Regions from separate parts of the Zea mays genome. Here region 2 is linked to region 1. Evidence: chromatin contacts called from public Hi-C data. All regions are on one chromosome and are shown on one strand. Each heading gives the region's core, a stretch centred on a gene start, on an enhancer-like site or on the middle of the called end of the contact. The rest is flanking DNA. Distances are from core to core; before and after follow the strand shown.

Region 1 (5,142 bases), core at 160-2,659:
AAATTAAAATATTAATATGGTAATCAAATCACAATCACAGGCGGTTTTTCATTACGGTCCGTTTGTGAAAAGAATAGAGAACCACAAGCGGTCCGATACAAAAACCGCTTGTGATACTAATACATCATAGGCGGTCCGAATAGCCTGAGACATCCCAGGCGGTTTTCTAACCGAACCGCATGTGATGTAAAAAGACTACCGCTTGTATTGAGCCAAATTGTACTAGTGAAAACAAAAACGAAATCTGTAAAAAAAAATTGGAAACAAAAACTATTTGCGTCTTTTCTAACTTTTTTCGGAAATTACCGTATTTATTCGGTATTTTACTGTCGATAATAAGTTCATTATTTTTCAGAAAATTTTAAATCTGAACTAATCTTTATAAATTCATAATAAATCTATCTTAATGTAGAAAAAAATATAAAACTAATTTTATAATTTTTCCTAAAATCAAGATCTATAGTCTAATAGTATATAATATACCTTAGAGTTGTTTGAAACCTTTTTTTGATCTTATTTATAGTTTCTTACCAATTATTACTGTTGATACATATATTCATAATTTGCACGAGAACTTGAGAACTAAGAAGAACTAGGGGGACAATTTGTCACTTGTATTTGTGAGATATTGCTTTAATGGTTTTGTGAGGCATGCTTTAATCCTTCATGATTTTTTGAATACCTATATATTATTACTAATTTTTATGTGCATATACAACTTGTATGAATTTTTGAAGTCAATTGAAGGTGAATATTATATTTTTACCAATTGTATTTTAGATTCCATACGTTTATTTTTATACCAAAGTTTTGTTTTTGATGTCCACGAATTACTGATATCATTTCCACTTCTTGAGTTACCGTTTCCAATTTCATTTTTTTAAAAAATATAAAAATAAAAATACTTTTAATATTTATCACTGTTTCCGTCCTGCCTCCCTTGCTACAGTCGCAACTGTCTGTGTCTGCAAAGTACTGACTGCTCCCACTCCACCCCCAGTTCCGGGCCTCTTGGGCATCGCTTCTGTTGCTGCAAATCTTTGGGCCTGTTTGGTTCAGCTTTTTTCTGACCAGCTTTTCTGAGAATCTGGCTGTAGGAAGAATCTGGCTGTGTAGAGAATCTGTGTATCATTAGGATTACGTGCGGAGGAAGATAAAGGTGTCCATAGGACTCAGGATATAGAAAGTGACGGATTCCTACTATTGCAACGACTCAACCGATTATGTGTTTATGTTGATTTTGAATGATTTTTACTCAAACGAATTTTATAGAAGCTGACTGAAAAGCTGAGCGTTTGGCAGTCCACAACAGCTTTTGGTGGCCAGAAGCTCAAAAAAGCTGAAACAAACAGGGGCTTTGTTGCCTGCTGCTGCCTTGCTATCTATCTATACACCGCCCGCACCTTCCATTCCTCCTCCTCCGAAGCAGCAGGCAGCAGCTGCATCGCACCTCACACCTCTCGTGTCCATCGATCCAGCCGCCCGCCGCAGCTGCAGCTCTCACTGTTGCTGTGCCACCTCCTCGTCGCCTGTAGTGTCGACAGAGAAACGCCCGCTGAATGAGAGGGAAGGAACGGAAGCTGCAGCGGGCGCGCGAGTGCAAGGACTAGGACTAGCGGTTGCAACGTCGGCGCGCGCGCGCGTGCGGCGTACGTCGGGCATGGATTGGGATCTCAAGGCGGTGGGCGCGTGGGACCTCGCGGAGCTGGAGCAGGACCACGCGGCCGCCACGGCAGCAGCGGGGCCGTCCGAGGGCCACGCCACCGATACTGCCGCGGCGGGCACGGGCACGGGGACGGGGACGGAGAGCCGCCCGCCCGGAGCAGGGGCACCCGCCGAGTGCTCTGTGGACTTGAAGCTGGGCGGGATGGGCGAGTGCGAGCTCGGCGCGGGCGCGGCGACGGCCTGCAGGGAGAGGGAGGCCGCGGCGGGGGCGACGAAGCGGCCGCGCCCCGCCGGGCAGCAGCAGCAGCAGTGCCCGTCGTGCGCGGTGGATGGGTGCAGAGCGGACCTGAGCAAGTGCCGCGACTACCACCGGCGGCACAAGGTGTGCGAGGCGCACTCCAAGACCCCCGTCGTCGTCGTGGCCGGCCGCGAGATGCGCTTCTGCCAGCAGTGCAGCAGGTAATAGCCCTTGTTTGTTCGCCTTCTTTTCCCATGGGGGGCAGCCGGGCAGGTGTAGCTCGTCCCTGTCTCGTTTCAAGGATGCACGACTTTACCTTTTCCGGCTTGCCTTTTTCTCTCATTTGGTGTTTTTTTTTTTCTGAAAAACAAAGAAAGAAAGGAAAAAAACCTTCATTTGGTTCGTTTCGTTTCGTTTGCTCCTGTAGCGCTGTTACGCTTTTCCGTTCCCTGCGGTCGCTGCTCCTGCAGTCCCCACACAGCAAACTGCTCAGCAGCGTTTCCTTCACTCTTCTCTCTGACGCCCTGATGCGAATTAAACATCTGCTGCCATTGCCAAAGTCTGGGCTCTGGAGACGGGGCGGATCCACGGACACGTGAGCTCCTGCCCTTGCTTTTCCGCGAGCGGATTCTTTCTTTCACGGCCTTCGGCGACGGGATGTCCCCCGGCCCCTACTCTGCCAGTGCCATTTTTTCTTCCTCGGCGTCGGCGCTGATTGCTTCCCGGCCACAGCTCGCCACCGCCGCCACGGTTTGGCGTGCCGCGTTGAGCGAGACAGGGGTGTACTCCCCAGCTTTGGCTACCACATCTGCTAAAGCAGCTGTCTGTCTGTACTACCTGCGTACTGTGTGCGTATTCTGTAGTACGTATGAAAGGTAAAGGCGGCGTAGCGCTAGTCGTATCTTATCTCTGCAGAATGTTCGTAGCAGTACCCACTGAAAGATGATAGTTGCATCGTGGATCTAGATGTAGCTAGTATCCTACAGTAGCCCTGTACACACGTAAAGCATTGTCTGGGGAGTATTTCTTACGGTCTTACGTTGAAGTGTCCCTGTGTGTTTTCATCTGCGTCGTTACTATCTACTACTAAGCTAGCAATGGCAACTCAACACACGGTGTTACTACTTGTGAGCTGCTAGCAATGGCAACTCAACATGGTGTTCAACTGGTCGCTGCTACGACCATCATGAGGCTTCATTAACCATCGCCGAAAAATCCATCCACCTCTCTGAACATCCATACGCAGCTTCCAGAGATCACCACAAGCATTCATCTGTTCACTGAACACCTGCTTTCATTTCATCCCTACCCTGAACGACGATCCATCCATTTCTTTTTCGGTCTCAGGGTAGTGGAGTAGCCATTAACCGTTGGCGACCTTAAAGTTTACAGTACAGCTAGCGCTGTGTTGGCGCCCAGTTTTGTCTTGCTCATCAACTGCAGACGGTCCCGCGGCTCGATACCCAGTTTTGTCTTGCTCATCGACAGCAGACGGTCCTGTGGCTCGATACCCGACCCGATGTTATTTATATGGACTAAATATTTTATCCATTAGTTTTTTATTAGGTAAAAATATTCACCTAAGGGATATAAAACGTTTCGCCCTCATTCATACATGTTATTGTGCTTCGGCCATCCATATATTTTGACTATTTTACTGACTTTTTTGTGATAATGTCATAGAAGGTTTAATGACTATTTTGATGACCACACAATGGAACATGCAATGTGTTATGTGGTACTATCCTAGTGTTGCTACTTTATCTAATTATCCATGGTGTTGTTGGATAGATGATTGAATGACGTTCGAAATTTTGTAATAGTATTTAGATTGATATCATTGACGTTTGTATAATGTATTATTTTGATAGATGTTTAATATTTGTAGGTACGAGTAATCTATACATACCCACATGAGTATATGAGTATAGATATAGGGGTAAATCTATACCCGGTTTATTCGCGATGGAATTATTATTATTTTTTGTCGTGGACGTAGGTATAAGACAGCCGGTGGGTATTGATTGCTATGTACTCCCGCCGCTCTGTCGTGGACGTAGGTATAAGACCATTCCTGGAGCGATCCTAATGCTCTGGACTCTGGTGACATGTTCTGTTTACGCGGGAATACCTTGCTCGGTGTGCGGACAACTCTCAATCATTGATCACTTTGTCTTTTGGTGCAAATTGCAGACTTCGTAGCTTTCTTTATCCGTATGGAGAACGAAACTGCTGTACAGTATACCATCGTGTGGTCCAAGGTTTGACAGGTCTCACAGTATTTTCCTGTCTCTAAGCGCTGATGGACGTACGGTACGGATTCATCGTCGACAGGGAACATTGGTCCCCGGCGTGCTGTGTATTAACTATAACAAGCATATATATGTGTGTGCGCCACAGTACATTAAATATTCTGACAATAATTATGTTGCTGTTTCTTCAGTGAGGAGCATCTTAGTATACGACCACTGGATCATGTGCCCACCTACCTAGGACCATCTATTCTTCTCCCCATTGGAGAAAAAAAACTGAGTACAGTATCTTATTTGTTCAGAATTATCCAAATTCAAAGAATCCTGTGGCCATAATTCATTGGTTCATGGCCATATGACTGTGAGAGTGGCACACTACACCTACTGCCACCAAATGTGCAAAACACTGCTAAGAAATAATAACCATGGGCTTGTTCATTTCGATGGGTTTAAATCCATACCAAGTCAAAATCTTTTAAATTTTTCAATCCCATCGAATACACGTGAGGTAGGAAGTCCTATAAGGTTTGTCTGATCAAGAGTTTTTGTTTGTTATTTAGATTCCATTTACTTGCGGAGTTCGACGCCGACAAGCGCAGCTGCAGAAAGCGTCTGGACGGCCATAATCGCCGCCGCAGGAAGCCACAGCCAGACACCATGGCTTCTGCTAGCTCTATCACAAGCCAGCAAGGTCATTTTCGTACACTCACCAATTCTGCTCTGGGTTTTTCCCCCCGGTCTGTACTTGGTTCAAATACATCTACATTGTTGTAGATCTTGCGTAGCATTTCAGCATGTTTCAGAACTCAAATTCGGTTCATAAGAAGGTCCTCACAGCCCCAACAAAAGATTAGTAGTGTGATATACTATGTTTCTTTGCCTTTAAGATGTGTTCTACTACAAATTATACTAGTATGCTTCACCACTTGTGGTGCTTACATAACTGCAAATTAATCGACAGCCGCCGTCCATATTATGAGTCCGAAA
Region 2 (5,708 bases), core at 646-3,145, 190 kb before region 1:
ACTTTCTTAACAAAGACGTAATCATGTGATGTCATTTAACATTTTGTACCCCTAAAACAAATCAACTATATTTGATATAAACAGAGTAATCAGTGCTGATGTTCTAGATTGCAAAATGCAAATTAAGGGAACAGAATAAGATACCACCTCTTGTGGCTGCAGTGACATGTTGGTCTGTATGGTTGCACAGGAATGATATTGTTTTTTAACAGAAAAAAAACAACTCCCCCTTGCAGGTTATCCATTCATGAGCTATCCTTTAGAATCCAGAATTCAAGGATACGGTTGTAGCAGTATCACGACGATTGGAACAGGTGGTGAAAGATATATTTACCCAGGCATATGGGTGACAATATAATATAAGGATTGAATGTCACTAGAGTATGCTCAGAATATGTTTAATGTTAACTTGTGTGCCTATCACTTAGGCGGAGACTGGGATATTATTCAAAGGCTGTGTATCAACTAGATGCGCTGATTTTGGGGTGAAATAAAATCTTTTTTTCTCGAAAAATAGAATAAGATACCACAGTTAAATCACTGTATGATTTACCCTGACGTCATAGGATTTACAGGAAATTTTAGATAATAAGGTACAGCTGGAGCCTGGAGGCACATGGAAAGCAAGATAGCGACCACATTGACAAGAAAAGTACGGTCTTAGTCTTACACAACAACTAACCATATACGATAGGTCCAATGCAACTTCGAGAAGTTCAGCATTATAAGAGTATCCATTTCCAAAATAACTGTACAGTTGTGCTTTTAATATGACACATATTAGTAAACGTCGAAGATTAGCTACAGCAGTATACTAAAACAAACGAAATTAGCCCATCTGTCATTTTCCAAGTGGAGTCCAAGTGCTAATCTGCATCCCCGACCCCGAGGCCCGAGGGCATGCAGTTTTTTGCATGGTTTGAAAAATGATTCGAGCGCTGGTAACACCATATGTTCTGAAACCATGTGAGCAAGAATATTTGACGTGGGTATGATCCTGACCCCTGAAACTTGAACCGCAGCGAAATCTGTATAACTGTATGTCTGTGTCGTCGAACCGAACATAATGGTATGACACTGCTACGATACAAAACCCGAAAGCTTGGAATTTCAACGACGACTGCATTTGGAAACCTAAAATTCCGACATATATTCCACAGAAGCATCGTGCACGATTCAATCAACAACAGTCGCGGGCAAGAAAAATTCACCCCATCAAAGAATATGTAAGGAAGTCTAAGCGTTGGTAGAGCGAGCACACGCGATCGCGACATGCAACCAATGCGCAACCGCGCACCGCGGCCAGCAGGGTAACGGGGGGAAAACCCATAAAAAAAGAATGGGATGGCAGCATGAGCATGGAACGTGTAGTAAAATAGAAACGGTTAAAAATAATAATTAATACAGCAATGAGAAAATGAGGAGACGTGGCGTGGGGATCTCACCGCCCAGAGCGGGGGCACGGGGACGCGGCGCGTGACGGCGAGCCAGACCCAGCCGTAGCCGACGAGGTTCTGCGCGGCGCCGACGAGGAGCGCGGCCCAGAGCGGGAGCACGGCGCAGAGCGTGCCGGCGAGGAAGCCGACGCTGTCGCCGAGGTCCTTGGCGACGCCGAGCCCGGCGACCTGGCGCTGGTTGTAGCCGAGCGAGGCCTTGATAACCGGCGAGAGGCTGCCGAAGAGGTAGCCGACCCCGGCGCACGACTGCATCCACATCGCCGCCACGAACACCAGCCACCGGTTCCGCAGGAACCCGCGCACCCGGCTCCCCACCTCCGCCATTGCGCTCGCGTTGCGCCCTGGCTGGCTCCCGGCAACGGACTCGGACGGAGCTCCGGGCGGCCCCCGGCGCCGCGGTACCCCGCGCGGCCGATTCGGAAAACGGACGAGGCGGCGGGCCCGGGAGTCCGCGGCGGACGGGCGGGGTTGGGATCTTCTCTGGGCCACGGACGGGCGCGACCGGATCGTTGTGCGGCAGGCTCCGGCACCGGTCGGCGGTCGCTGTGCTCTTTCGTGGGTTGCCGAATGCCGATAAGCGTGCGTGCGTGGGTCTCAGCCGGCAGCCCAGGCCCAGCGTGGCGGGTACAAAAATGACGGAGGGGACCGGCCGAAATCCGTGGGATTCGAGCTCGTCTCCGCTGTCGCTGTCGCGGTTTGGGCGGTCGGGTCGGGATCGGGCGGCTAGGGTGTGCGGGTAGGCCCGCCACACACCCCTGTGGTGATGTGGTCTCTGTGGAGGGATGGCGACTCGGCTAGACCGCCGCGAGACGAGGAGGCGACAAACACGGGCGTTGACACGCAAAGCCAAGCCTTTACCTCTGGTGCGACGTGCGGGCTTCACGCACGCCTTCACCCATGGGGTGTCGACACTCGCCATGCACGGCACAGCCCCCGTGCGCGGCCGCGGCAGTAGCTAGTGGCTCGCGCGATTGGCGACGCCGACGCGGATGCGCCGAGACGTACGTGTTGCCCGCCGGGGGAGAGACACCAAGCCGATGCGTTTGGTGTCAGCTGCCGCTTTGGCGCCGGAGCCACGGTGAGCCTAGGGGAAAGTTCCAACGCCGGTCTCAGTCGGTAGTCCACTTGACGCCGGAGAATGGCTGTTTGTGCCATCTGCGTCTTCTGCGGCGTCCTTTACCCTGCTGCCGTGCATGCTTCCTGTCATTTTCGCAGACGTCTCGTTGGTCGGGCCGATGTCATGACATACGCGTCATCTATCTTGTATGAGCACTAGATGATAATAAGGTCTAAATTTTACGCTATAAAATTTAAAAATCAAATCACGGTCACTGTTTTTTATTTATTTTTAAACTAAAATTTATTAAGGATTCTAACATTTAGATCGTTCATTACCACCCCTACCGACGATTGGGATTCCATTACAACGAACCACCACCGTTCAGAGTATAGTGGATGTGGATATAGATAAAGAAACTTATCCATAGAAACTTGAGTAGGGAGCTACATACTTGGTACTTGAATGTTTTCTAACATTTTTATCTAAGTTTTATGTGACATTTATATAGATATGAATGACCAACTAATTAGCCGGGATCTATATGCTTGTTAATTTAATGTTTTTATATGTTTTTTTCATCTATATCGCTAAAAAATTAGTTTACCTATTAGAAGTGATAGCCTATACATTTAAACATACCTAAGTTATCTATAGTTTAGCTGTTTATTTGAACTAAACGATTGTTTAAATGGACACTAATGATTAGACAAGATAAAATGGTTATCAAACAGACACAGGCTTATACAGCGCACAAACTAAATGATGATTAAACAACCGCGCAGGCGAACAATACGTTTTAGTTCGGAAAGCACTGGAGCGAGTGGGCAGCTCGTCTCCATTCAGGTACCAAGCCCCCGCTCGGTCCTCAGGTCGCCAATGATGTAACAGCAATAGAGGTATAGGAAATGTCCGGACAAACATAGGACATAAACTGTTGCTATGCAGCAAGCCAGCAAAAACGAAACAATGTTCAAATAGCCTTGACAGAAAAAGCAAGCATGATAAAATTATCTAAGCAAGCATGTTGTCCACAGATATCCGCTCAAGCTGCATGGCATACGATACATGCTTAAAAGAAAGGGGTGGTTGACAAAAATAACACTAAGTAGTCAGCTCCATAATGGCGGTGACGATGTCTCCATTAGAAGCTTTGAGGGCCTTGACCGCCCTGGGCCTCGAAACAGATGCCTGAGTCATCACCAGCTCGACATCCTTGGCCTCGACACCAGTTTCGTCAACCTCCTCCTCCTCGTTGTCCTCCAGGCCCAGGCCAGATGTCTCAGGCTTCGGGATCATTTGGCTCAGGTCAGGAGCCTTGAACTGCTCTGCAGCTTGGGTCTGCAGCTGGGAGCTGAGGTCCTCGATCTTCGCCTCGCCGAATATGACATAGGTGTCCGAGTTTGGGCTCTTGAACACATCTGGCTTCGAGATGACAAAAAGCATCTGGAAAAAATAGTCTGTTAGCCAAACAACACATAACATGTCAGTTTGTGAGATCTGAATCTGAGTGAATGATTGATTACATTCTTGCTTTTCTTCACAGTGACCCGGCTGACACCAGTGATGGGCTTCATGCCAAGCTTCAGCATGGCCTTGCGGCTCTTCTTCTCACTCCTGCTTTGCTTCGACTTGCCACTCCCATCCCCTTCTTGTCCTGAAGACGAAAATGTGACCAATACTTGTCAGAGCACAGGTATTGTAATTGTTCCACATATCAGAGAACCAGACAGTCAGTCAGGGGGGAACAACAACTCATGGTATAACATTTGTTTGCCCCACAGGCTTCTTGGTCACCAAATGAGATTACCTAATTAAACCATACAGTTTACTTGTCTATAAACGGTATTTGACTATGAACCTGATATATAAAACCCTGTACTTATGCAGTATAGAGCAAACATGTAAAACAATAACAACAAAAGCATCAACTCCCTACAAGTGTTCAAGGCAAGCTATACATGGTAAATTGGTAAGCTCTAAAGCATAACCTCAAAACTTTACATAATATACTCCAGGCCTTCATGATAAAGTTAACACTCTAAATTACATCCACATATCACTTTAGTGTGCCAAAAACAAAACTATGCATGCCCCTTGCTCCAACATGTACAGCATTAACAATTATACATCCAGACAAATGGACATACAGTAGCATCACTGAGGTGCCAAATCATTTCACAGATGTGAAATGAGGCAGAGGGCTGAAGAGTGACACTTAAAACATAAAAAACTATTATACAAAAATATAAGCATTACAAGCGTCAAGATATTATAAGACATTTATCTCATCGCTATTGACTTCCACAGAATTATGTTCTTATCACCAACCGGAATAATACTAAACAGAAAGTACAAGATCATAATAACTTACCATCCAGTTCATCATCATCCTTGTCATCATCATCGTCATCCTCATCATCCTCGTCATCCTCCTCCACCACAACCTCTTCTGCCTGTTCATGGCATTCAACAGATAAGTATGCCAGCATCAAGATAAGAATAGTTGGACGCCATTATCAAGAGAACAAACAGAAAAACAGCAAACATGATTAGAAAGATAATGGCATGTTGTGTAAAATGAATAACAAACCACACAGCCCGCATAACAACTACTAGCAGCACCATCAATTTTCCACCAGACTTAATAACAATAATAATACAAAAAGATTAAAGTTTACATGATTCAACTAGATCCATCAACGAAATCGAGAAACTTCAGGTTCATGGATCTGCAGCTAGCTAGAAAACATTAAGTTCTATTGGATCATAGTATCCGGCGTACGTGTCAGGTTTTATTTGTGTATAAATGAATGACCCAGTTTATGAGAAAAACTGGGCCCAACAAAAACCTCAGGATGGCAAGGTTAATAATGGAAAACCAGGAAATACACACAGTGTCTGAAAAATAATCATTTCCGAGCCCACCACAAGTAATCATTTCCGAGCTCGTCGACATGGCCAAGCAGCTCCAACTTCCTACACCAGACGTTGGCCTAAACCACAAAGGCACTACACACACCTACATGAAAAATAATACTACAACATAGAAGAAGCCACTAAGAATCATCGTCGCCGCGCAGCACGCCAATGTCCGCAACGTGCAGCCGACGCAGCAGCAAGGTCCTCCAAGTAGTGCGTCACCGCGCGCGCAACGGCACAAGTGCTACGAAGCTTGCATGCCTTCGACCTGC

What was found. Hi-C and Micro-C count contacts between places; a contact is called where the count stands out from the background.
Region 2: a contact with region 1 is called in a Hi-C map of ear, with 4 times the contacts expected there. The contact joins the promoter of LOC100279749 here to the promoter of not1 in region 1. A contact is called at or near these places in 10 of 25 Hi-C or Micro-C datasets (bundle sheath, ear, endosperm and 4 more).

Annotation. Positions count from the first base shown.
Region 1 is chr4:46,924,526-46,929,667 of Zm-B73-REFERENCE-NAM-5.0, reverse strand. not1 (neighbor of tga1) reads left to right here and starts at 1,409. Exons shown (of 3, transcript NM_001362260.1): 1 at 1,409-2,124; 2 at 4,716-4,846. The coding sequence starts at 1,661.
Region 2 is chr4:47,111,884-47,117,591 of Zm-B73-REFERENCE-NAM-5.0, reverse strand. LOC100279749 reads right to left here and starts at 1,895. Exons shown (of 3, transcript NM_001152707.1): 1 at 1,446-1,895. The coding sequence starts at 1,781. It overlaps LOC100217069, which reads right to left. Exons shown (of 4, transcript NM_001143439.1): 2 at 4,889-4,970; 3 at 4,041-4,171; 4 at 3,421-3,960. The coding sequence ends at 3,619.